3 separate regions of the Zea mays genome follow, and regions 1 and 2 are each linked to region 3. A link is a contact called in public Hi-C data. All regions are on one chromosome and are shown on one strand. The core of a region is the stretch at or near the end of the contact, and the rest is flanking DNA. Distances in the headings are between cores, read along the strand shown.

The links. A called contact is a pair of places that touch in the nucleus more often than the background predicts.
Region 1: a contact with region 3 is called in a Hi-C map of leaf, with 4 times the contacts expected there. The contact joins the promoter of LOC103630321 here to the promoter of LOC100191356 in region 3. A contact is called at or near these places in 2 of 25 Hi-C or Micro-C datasets (ear and leaf).
Region 2: a contact with region 3 is called in a Hi-C map of ear, with 1.5 times the contacts expected there. The contact joins the promoter of LOC100273893 here to the promoter of LOC100191356 in region 3. A contact is called at or near these places in 2 of 25 Hi-C or Micro-C datasets (ear and tassel).

The regions. Positions count from the first base shown.
Region 1 is chr6:155,263,738-155,267,146 of Zm-B73-REFERENCE-NAM-5.0, reverse strand. LOC103630321 (decapping nuclease DXO homolog, chloroplastic) reads right to left here and starts at 1,875. Exons shown (of 13, transcript XM_008651386.3): 1 at 1,347-1,875; 2 at 179-402; 3 at 33-98. The coding sequence starts at 1,761.
Region 2 is chr6:155,303,890-155,307,139 of Zm-B73-REFERENCE-NAM-5.0, reverse strand. It overlaps LOC100273893 (Putative cyclin-dependent kinase family protein), which reads right to left and starts at 1,261. Exons shown (of 6, transcript NM_001148285.2): 1 at 1,021-1,261; 2 at 1-218. The coding sequence starts at 1,152.
Region 3 is chr6:155,497,300-155,500,604 of Zm-B73-REFERENCE-NAM-5.0, reverse strand. LOC100191356 (peroxisomal carrier protein) reads left to right here and starts at 1,975. Exons shown (of 5, transcript NM_001136790.1): 1 at 1,975-2,354. The coding sequence starts at 2,191.

The DNA.
Region 1 (3,409 bases), core at 626-3,125, 230 kb after region 3:
ATCAATGCCAATTAGCAACTCCAAGGTCTTACCAAGCTGCGATCATCAAAATACACCTCTCCACCCTCAACACGGCTTAAGCATGCAATCTCACAAGGCTGCATATGAGACAACGAACATGACTCCACATAGAAGAGTAACAATCAGAAGATGAAATAAACATGATAACACTACACACCTCCTGAAAAGTAACAGCTTTTCTAGACAATGTTTCTTCGCTCTTATTAAGCTTCATATCTGAAACTAAACCTTCAACATGACGCCCATTCCCGAATCTCCCGTAACCAAAGTTATGTCGCCCTGGATGGCCTCCTGGCCTTGGAAGAAGTGGTGGGCCTCTACCACCTCGTCCTCCAAAGCCTCCTCGAGAATGATTATTAGTGTTCCGAATTGGAGGAAGCACTGCAAGAAATTACCCATGACGGACTGAAGTATTAATACTTCCACCTTTCAATTCAAATCCAGTCAAGCTTTTAAAATCATTAGTTGCACTAAGCCCCCAAAATATGAAGTATCTTGCCCATGAAAAAAAATCAGTTCATTTGTCACATCCTTTAGCATATAGCAAGGGTCCTTCTATAACAGAGTATTGATAGATTGAATGGACATTTAAACGGCAGAATTTGAGTTGTCACATACAAAAGCCTGTGCTTGGTGTCAGCATAACCCCACAAAAGAAATGTATAGTAACTTTCAGGGAGGTTCTCAATGAGAACATGTACAGCAGATGCTCAAAGCTGTAACTATTTGCTCTATTGTAGTTGTGATTTCGCTCCAGTTATGATCCTTGAATAAAAACTTTCATGTCTTCTGTGAGCTGGCTGCTGGCATTATTCACCCAGAAAAAGGCTTTGAGAATTCATTAGAGAAAGGCAGTATTCTTCAGAGTCATAAATTACAGTTGTGTGAAAGATGGAAATGAAAATGGCTAGACGTATACTTCCTAACAAACTTATATCCAACCTATGCGTACTGATATATTAAAATACTATGTTGCACCAAAAAAACTAACAATAACAAAAAAAGCCAGAAGGCAATGGTCCATAACCTACAGTACACCTCCCGCATTACGGCTGAGGAAAGTTGATGAGAAAGAAACAAGCAAAGGAACAGTGAAAGATTCACCATTTACACATCTTAAAGTGGAAATTGTACAGTGTCAAAGTGCACCTCATCTCACAAAACAATACGAACAACCTACTCACAATAAAACCATTGGATAAACTTGGCAGGATTCAGTATCGGCCTCCTAGATAATTCAATGGCAACACAGAAGCTACTACTATTCAATCTAGAAACATATTTTAGGGCATTGGTACCAACTTTAGGATTGACGAGAAGCGGACCTGGGACTAGGTAGTGGCTGCGCGCCGGAGTTCTGACGTACTCTTCGTTATCTGAGCCGAACAAATCTCTCTCCTCCTCTACCTCCTGGTTCTCATATTCCCTCCTCTCATCGTCCAGATAGCCGGCGGCGCCGGCGCTCCTTGTGGCTATGAGGTTGGACGAATCGTATTCCTCCCCGTCCCCCGCATCGGCGCCATCCTCGCCCTCACCGGCAGCGCCGCCGCTGCTGCTGAGGCTTGAGCCGCCACTTGAGGATGAGGAGGACGCGGCGGCAGAGGACGACGAGGACGATGATGGGGAGGAGGAGCCCGACGAGTCCCCGCCGCCGTCGGCCTCGGCCTCGGCCTCGGCGCCGCCGTCGTGGACGTCGTAGTCCTCGCCGAAGACGTCGACGTCCTGTTCCGAGAAGTCCATGGCGGGCGCGGCGGGGGCGGTGAGCCGGCGAGGCCTGGTCGGGAAACGAAACGGAGAAGAGGGTTGTGGTGGGGTCCGACACGACACGGAACAAAAGAAACCTCGAATAAGGTTTACCACGGGCACTTGGCATTTTTTAAAAATAAAAACTAGATGCGTGTCCGTGCCTACGATAGATTAAAAATTGGTTCAAAATAATGATGCAAAAATAAAAGTGAACGATGATAAGTAATAGACAAATGATTGAATGATGTTAACCCAGAATAAACGTAACGTTAACATATAAGTAAACAATAAGAAATGGAGACATATTCCAAGAACATTATCTGTATACCATTGTAGTTTAGAAATCTAAATATTCTAAGTATGAATAAAAATCCTGTCGAATGTATAATTATCTATTTTTCTTCGATGAGGTTAAGATATCTCCGAACATTCTTAGGCATGAGAAATCGACACGAATTTCATTCATCATAAGTTAATAGTTAGGTGCTCGTACTTTGCTACGGTTCCTATATATCAGCATAAACATGATCTAAACATGTCATAATCAATCAGGTTCTTAGGATTGTGAACTATTGTATATGCATCCTCCAAGGGATCTGATTGTAGAACTTGCTCTATTCACGAGGTTGGTCTCGGGCGAGTCGTGACTTAGGTCCCTCATGACTGAGAAGAGATAATCTCTAGGACTTAGTCACATGAAGGTCCTTCCAAGAGTTGAAGTCAAGTGGAGAAGAAAAGGAGGAAAAAAGCAAGTTCGGGCCGTTGTCGGCCTCACCGGACAGTCTCCCGAGACGACCTCGGGCGAGTCGTGGTCATCGGAGAGTTGGTCAGCTGATCCACCTCACAGAGTTGGTCGGCGAAGTTGGTCAGCTTCCGAAGCAGTCACTTGAGGCGCCCTCGGGCGAGTCGGAAATGCGCTGCCAGTCTGGGTCTCACAGGAATGTCACCCGACACGCCCTCAGGTGAGTCGTGACTAAGGGAGGTCTCGGGCGAGCTGTGACTGCATCTTCCGCCCAAGGTTGGCCTCAGAGAATTCATGGTTGCGGGAGGTCTCGGACGAGCCGTGATCGTCTCCCGCCCGAAGTTGGTCCCGGACGAGCCGTGACTGCGTCTCCCATTCGAGGTTGGCCTCGGGCGAGTCGTGACTGCGTCTCCCGTCTGAAGTTGGCCTCGGGCGAGTCGGAATTGTGTCTCCCGCCTGGGTTGGCCTTGGGCGAGTCGTGACTACGTCTCCCGCCCGGGATTGGCCTCGGGCGAGTCGGAACTACTTTCTTGCGTCCAGGGTTGGCCTCGGGCGAATCGTGACTCGTGACTGTGTTTCCCATCCGAGGTTGGCCTCAGGCGAGTCATGATTGTATCTCTCGTCGAGCGAGTCATGACTGCGTATCCCGCCCGGGTGAAAGTCACCTAGAGGGGGTGAATAGGCAAATCTGAAATTTATAAACTTTAAGCACAATCTACAAGTCGGGTTAGCGTTAGAAATAAAAGCAAGTCCGAAAGAGAGGGCGAAAACAAATCACAAGCAAATGAAGAGTGTGACACGGTGATTTGTTTTACCGATGTTCGGTTCTTGTAAACCTACTTCCCGTTGAGGTGGTCACAAAGACCGGGTCAATTTCAACACTTTCCCTCTCTCAAACGG
Region 2 (3,250 bases), core at 12-2,511, 190 kb after region 3:
ATTATGTTCTTATCTTTTATGAGAGCTTCCAGATCAGTTTCCATAAACTCAAATACAAGGTGCAAATTTTCCTTGTAAGGGAAACAATCAATCAGCTCTATAATATTAGGACCTTTCAGCTCCTTAAGTAGTTTAATTTCCCTCAATGCGGTGAAGTTAACACCTTCCTTCTTGTCCTTCCCTACCCAGATTCTCTTTACCGCGACTGTATTTCCAGTCTGAAAATGAACAGCATCCAGCAACTCATGAACAAAACAGGTCAATCAGAATGAAAAACTACTACTCCCTCCGTTCCAAATTATAAGTTGTTTTGGTTTTTCTAGATACATTGTTTTAATTACATATCCAGTTATTTTTTTAAACCAAAGACCCTACGTCTGAGTGCATAGCAAAAGATATGTATCTAAAAAATTATGTATCTAGAAAAGACAAAATCTTATAATTTGGAATGTACAGAGTACAAAATATGAGAGAACATTAAGAACAGTCGGAAGGCTGAACCGTGGTGATTCTATCACAGCCACGTATACTTGACTGAGAAAAGTAAAAACGGTGATGACACCACTTAAGACCAGTGAGAACACATCCCACATCTGTTGTCACTCTTACACGCGTGGAATACATAAGTCCACCAAAAAAAATCAATCCCGGTATCCAACAGAACACGAGAACTACCAGCTGAACCTTTCGCATCGTAGTGTCTACAGTCTACACTGACAGTTCAATCAACGGACAGCTAAACAAAGCAACACAAAACCACCAACTTCATTCTCATCAGAGCGAATCGCGGTAGAACTACCCGAGTCCGAGACAAAATCCAGAGCGAAGCCCCAACCACTCAATGACGCCAGTTCACGAGCTACGACGCGCAAAACCCTCCAACCCCTAAAGCTAAATCCCGCGACCACACGTTCGAAGCTGGATGGATCGGACTAGCCAAGCTCCAACTCTCGAGTGGTGGCCGCCCACAGGCCACAGATCAGAAAGAGAGGGTTTAGGAGATTGGTGTGGCAAGGCGACCTTGGTGTCGATGGCCTTGAAGACGACTCCGTACGTGCCCTCGCCGAGGACCTCGCCCTTCTGGTAGCGATCCGCCAAGAGCTTCCCTCCTGCATCGTCGTCCCCGCTGCCGCTGATGCCGGCGCTCGCCATGGGAGCGGGTCCCCAAGCACCTCCGCCTTAACCCGGGAGGGCTGCGCACACTGGGCCCAGCGGGTCGGCCAGGGCAGAGGCGACGGCGCGGGAGAAGGGAGCGCACGTCTGGGCAAGGCGCGGCGGGCAGCGCGAGCTGTGGTCCGGACTTTTGGCAGCACAGCCGTTGCCCGTTGGGCGTTCTGCACCGGGGATGGATTGATTTTGGTTTACGTTCACTTTATTGGTTCCGGCTCTCTCTGTCTGATTTTGGTTTACGAGAAGTTTCGACCGTTGACGGACGTCTGGGCAGTGGCGGAGTTGGCTGCGTTTCGTTGCTCGTTGGCTGCGTTTCGTTGCTCGTTGGCACCGTTTCTTCGTGCAACCGCGACTCAGGACTCTGATTCATCGTGAAACATCATGACTACAATCACCGATCAACAAGTGTAGCTGAGACATTCCGCCACACTCCCAGGGCAGGGGCGGAGGCAGGCCTTTTTTTTTAAGTCCCAGTAATTTTCTGAATATCTAATGAAAAACGGTGTTACAATAGTTCAATAGCGAAGATATAATAGATAATATTGATGATCCCAATAAAATATTTGCTAGCTTCGCTACTACCAAAGACAGACTCAACCTAATACTCACTCCATCCTAAAATATAGTTATTTGTAACCCACTTTTTTCGACCATATTCATTGAAATGATAATGAATATAGACATATATGGAAACTATATTCATATGTTGCTTAATGATATGATGCTTAATGAATATATGATTAGTCTAAAGCAAATTATATTTTGAGACGAAGAGATTATCTAACTGGAGACCCAATACCTAAGTGGGGGTCTAAATAAAGATCTACTAACTAATGAAACATTGTAACTACATTACATGATATAAAAGGTCCACTAAAACAAAAAAATATGTACCCCCACTAGGCTTAATGTAGATTCCCTCTGCTCTCAGTGTGTGACATGAGACCTATTTAGGGTGTATTTGGTTGGAGAGTCAACTAGAATGAAGCGGCTTTATTCTAATTTTTTAGAATGGAGCCGTTCTATTTTGCATTTGGCAATCAGAACAGAGTCGCTCTATTTTTATTTGGTTGAAGAGTAGAATAGAGCAGGAGTCACTCTATTCTATGTTTGGTTAGAGAGTCATATGAGTGTAGAGGGGTGAGAAGAGAGGAGAGAGCTCGCGTCCAGAAGAGCGCTCACATCCGGTTATTTTCGTGGAGCGGGAACATTCCAACTATTTATAAAAAAATTTCATATGGAAACTTTAGACCCACTTCATTCCTCTTTTATCGTAAACCAAATATCCAGAAAATAGAAATGGAGCCGCTCCATTCTCCAACGGTCCTCAACCAAACGCGCCCTTAGCTAATGTATGAGCAGCTCGGTTAAAGCATCTCCCCTAGTTCCCTAAGCTTAGGTTGTGAATAACAAAAAAACCATGTTCCAATAAACCCAAACACACTAACTTTCTAAATATCCCTATTTAATCCTCGAATTTTTTAATTTCCCTCAACTTTCTAAACATATGATTAGCACAATATTCGATCTTTGATTGTTCCCTGCCTTCCACAGCTTCACCAGCTCTTGGTCGCCCGTATCAAGATGGAGTCTCTGCGCCTGCCCTCGGACAAAAGTCCCCGAGGGATCTCTCAAGACAGCCCCTATCGCTCACTGATAACGCTCCGGGTAGAAATGTTTCATCCGTATTGCGTTTGGTGCATCCCTGCTATGGTGCACGCCATTCTTGTCTAGCTCCACATGAACCTTTCTACCTCTAGTACTGGCTGAATTGGATCTCTCGGTGGTGACGTTTGTTCCTTTGCTTCCACAACGACTACGTGCTAAATAATGGAAATATTACGGTCCTTAGCATACATCCACCAGCAAGATATCACTGAGGGTGTAGTCTGGGGAGTTTTGCTCCTGAAGAACCTCGACATTTCGCCAAAACATCTCTGTGACGGTGCATTCAGCAAGAATATGTTTCATGGACACACTCTGTCTCAGCTCCATACGCTACGAGCACGAGGTTAGACTTTTTTAGTTGTACTAGCTGAGTGCCCGTGCGTTGTAATTGAAATATATAATATCAGTATAC
Region 3 (3,305 bases), core at 726-3,225:
ACTAAAATTTAGTCTTTGTCACATTGAATATTTGAATGATGATTACATATATTAAATATGGTCTAATTATAAAATAAATTATACAACGAAGACTAAAATATGAGACGAATTTATTAAACATAATTAAGTCTATATTTAATACTTATAATTGATATATTCAAACATTTAATGTGTCAGAAACTAAATTTTAATGAGGGCTAGTTTGACAACCCTATTTTTCTAATGGATTTCTATTTTCTCAAGGGAAATTACTTTATTTTTCCATTGCAAAAATGAGAATCCATTGGGAAAATAAAGTTGCCAAACTAGTCATAGAAACCAAACATCCCCACGTGAAAAACCTACAGACGACTGACCACGAAGGCCACCGGCGTCGGACAAGACGGACCCGGACCTGTCACGCGCGGGGGCCCTCCTTCCAGTTAGGGGTGAAAACGGGTCGGGTATACCCATCGGGTACCGGATATGGATAATGCAAATATCGTTTTTTTCGGATACGGATTTGAGTATTTTTATATTCGGGACGGATACAGGTAATACCCGGATACTGCAGCATCGGATTCGGTTTGGATATGGAGCGAGGACTACCTGGTAAATACTCGGATATTCGGCTCGGATACCCGGAATTCAGGTACCCGTTTTTTCTTTTTGTGCATAATATAGTTATAAAATCATAACTTTTACATATGAAATCGGATGAAGATAAAGTTTGTATGAAAATTGTAGAGCTCGAAGAGATCTATAACTTTGTAGTACATCAATTTTTTGTTTAAACACATCTTTAGATCAAAATCATTGAAATAATGTCCAAAATTATATCATATTAATAGACTTTATCATTTTATGTGTGAGCTTAAGGTTATCTCCATGTGGGAATTTAAGATTTTCTTTTTATATACTATTTATTAGTATTGGTAACTTATATGCGACTTTTGGTCGACGCTACAATATTTTATGGATTTAATTGTATTTTGATGATTTTCTACGACAAGAAATTAATAATACATAAATAGCCTCGAAAAATCGTGAAATTTTACGGAGGCACAACATTTATCCATATATAAACGTAAAAAATGTTTGGATCATAAGATCTATAAGATACCCGCGTTTATTCTATTTCACTTTCACTTATTTGTATTAGTTATATGTGAAATCACTGTAAGTATCCAAGTTTCAACATAATCAGTACTTTACTTTATCATTTTCATATGAGGAATTGAGTTATCTTCGTGTAAAATGTTTATTAGTTTTGTAAACTATCTGTATTTTTTGAGTGAATCTACAATATTTTATGAATTTTTAATACTGTGGTGTTAGTTCTACAATGTCCTTGTGATTAGTAAATTTGAATTGTATGATGTCAATTTTATCGTTTTACTTTCCTACATTTGATTTATCATATACATGATTATGTATTGCTTAATTTATGTATTTGTTGGATGGTTCGATAATTAATATCATAGAGACGAACTACCCGACAACTATCCGGTACATATCGACCGAATTATTACCCGGTCCCATCATATATCTGTTCCGAATCTTAAATACCCGTATTCGGTACCGTATTCGAGAGAAATATATTAAGATAGGATACAGAATAACCTTGTATCCGACTGATTTTCATCTCTATTTCCAGTCCGTCGCCGTCTCCACTCCACGCAGGCACGCACCCATCATTTCATCAAACGCCGCTCCCGCAGCCCAGCCTGTTGTTGGTACTGATCCAGCACCTGCAGGCTCCACCTGCACCCCATCGTGCATGGACGTGGAGCCGGCGACAGCGCTGTAGTAGGCGGGCATTCGCCACTGAATCCAGTCAATCCACACACCACACCAACCAAACAGCTCAGCGCGCGGGCGCGGCACACGTAGATACAGGGCACCAAACACCGCATCTCGAACCCGTCACGCCGCGCGGTGTATCAGCAAAAAAATGCCCCACACTCCCACGGTCCCACCCGGCGTGGCGGCTGGCGTACCCGTCCCCACTCGTCGCCCATCTTCCGTGACGTCACCCCATTCTCCATCGGTTCCCTTCCTCGCCTCGGTTCGCGGGTACCCGAGTCGCAGACGCACCTCAATCGCAACCTTTTGGACTCGAAGGGGGGCAATAGACAGCAGGGAAAGAACTGAGCGAGGAGATTCCCAAGGATCTCGTCGGACGCTAGAGGAAGGGACGGGGGACAGGCGATGGCGGGGGACGCCGGCAGCGGGGTGGACTGGGAGAGCCTGGCGGAGGCCACCTCCGGGGCAATCGGCTCGCTCGTCAGCACCACCGTGCTCTACCCGCTCGACATCTGCAAGACCAAGTTCCAGGCCGAGCTTCAGACGCACCAGGGCGCGCAGAAATATAGGTACTTCCCATTCATCCCTTCCTTATCGCTCTTCTCTGGCCGCCTGATCCGTGCGACGAGGCTCGTGTGGCTGGCTCGTCGTAGGATGGTAGAGGTTTCCTGATTTCTCTCTCTCAAGATCGCGCTTTGCAATTTTCCCTTTTGTGTGAAGTGAGATTTCCTGAACTGTGCAGTGGGCGATGAGAGTGATTGGGACGGCTTAAAGAGTCTTGCTTTAGTCAGTTAGGACGATGACGCCTTCCTTTTCACATTGGTTGATCCCAACTTTTCTGCAAATCCTCTGCGATTGCGATCGAATCGAACCGTCTGCCGATGATGTCACAATCCATGCATGCTTATCGAGCATTCCTGTGTCAAGCTGTTGTGAAACAGGAAGAGGGTAAATGGTTTGCTTATAACATTTAGAACTAGTAGTAGACTGAATAGTGAATAGCTTACGTGAGATGAGCACGTGAATGAGTTCCTTCTCCATTAGGTTCAAGATAAATTTGTTTCTCCTGGCATCCAGGGACTGACAATATGGTCAGCAATTATCATAACCAGGCTAGGAGGGAAAGAATTTTGTATAACGCCAAATCACCTTTGGCGAGAAAAACTAAATATGGTCAGCAATTATCATAACCAATTTAGCTGGGAAAGAATTTTGGTGTAGCTTGATTCTATGGCCAATTTCCTAGACACCTATGGTGTGAAAAGCTAGGCTGAAACAGTACATTGTCTTATATTATGGTCATCCTTGAGGACAGGCCTGCTAATGGGTACAGTTGTAATGGGTTTTATGTGTGAGTATTGATATGGGTGTTGTTCGGATGGGTGAAAATAGGTTTTAAAGCTAAATGGGCGGGTTGATGCGGATTTGCTTAGAAGTGGGTTGGAACGGGTTCTCAGGAACGCCCCTTACCCCACGCTAGACATGTAAGTGGGTCCCGCTTTTAAGCTATGGTCCACATG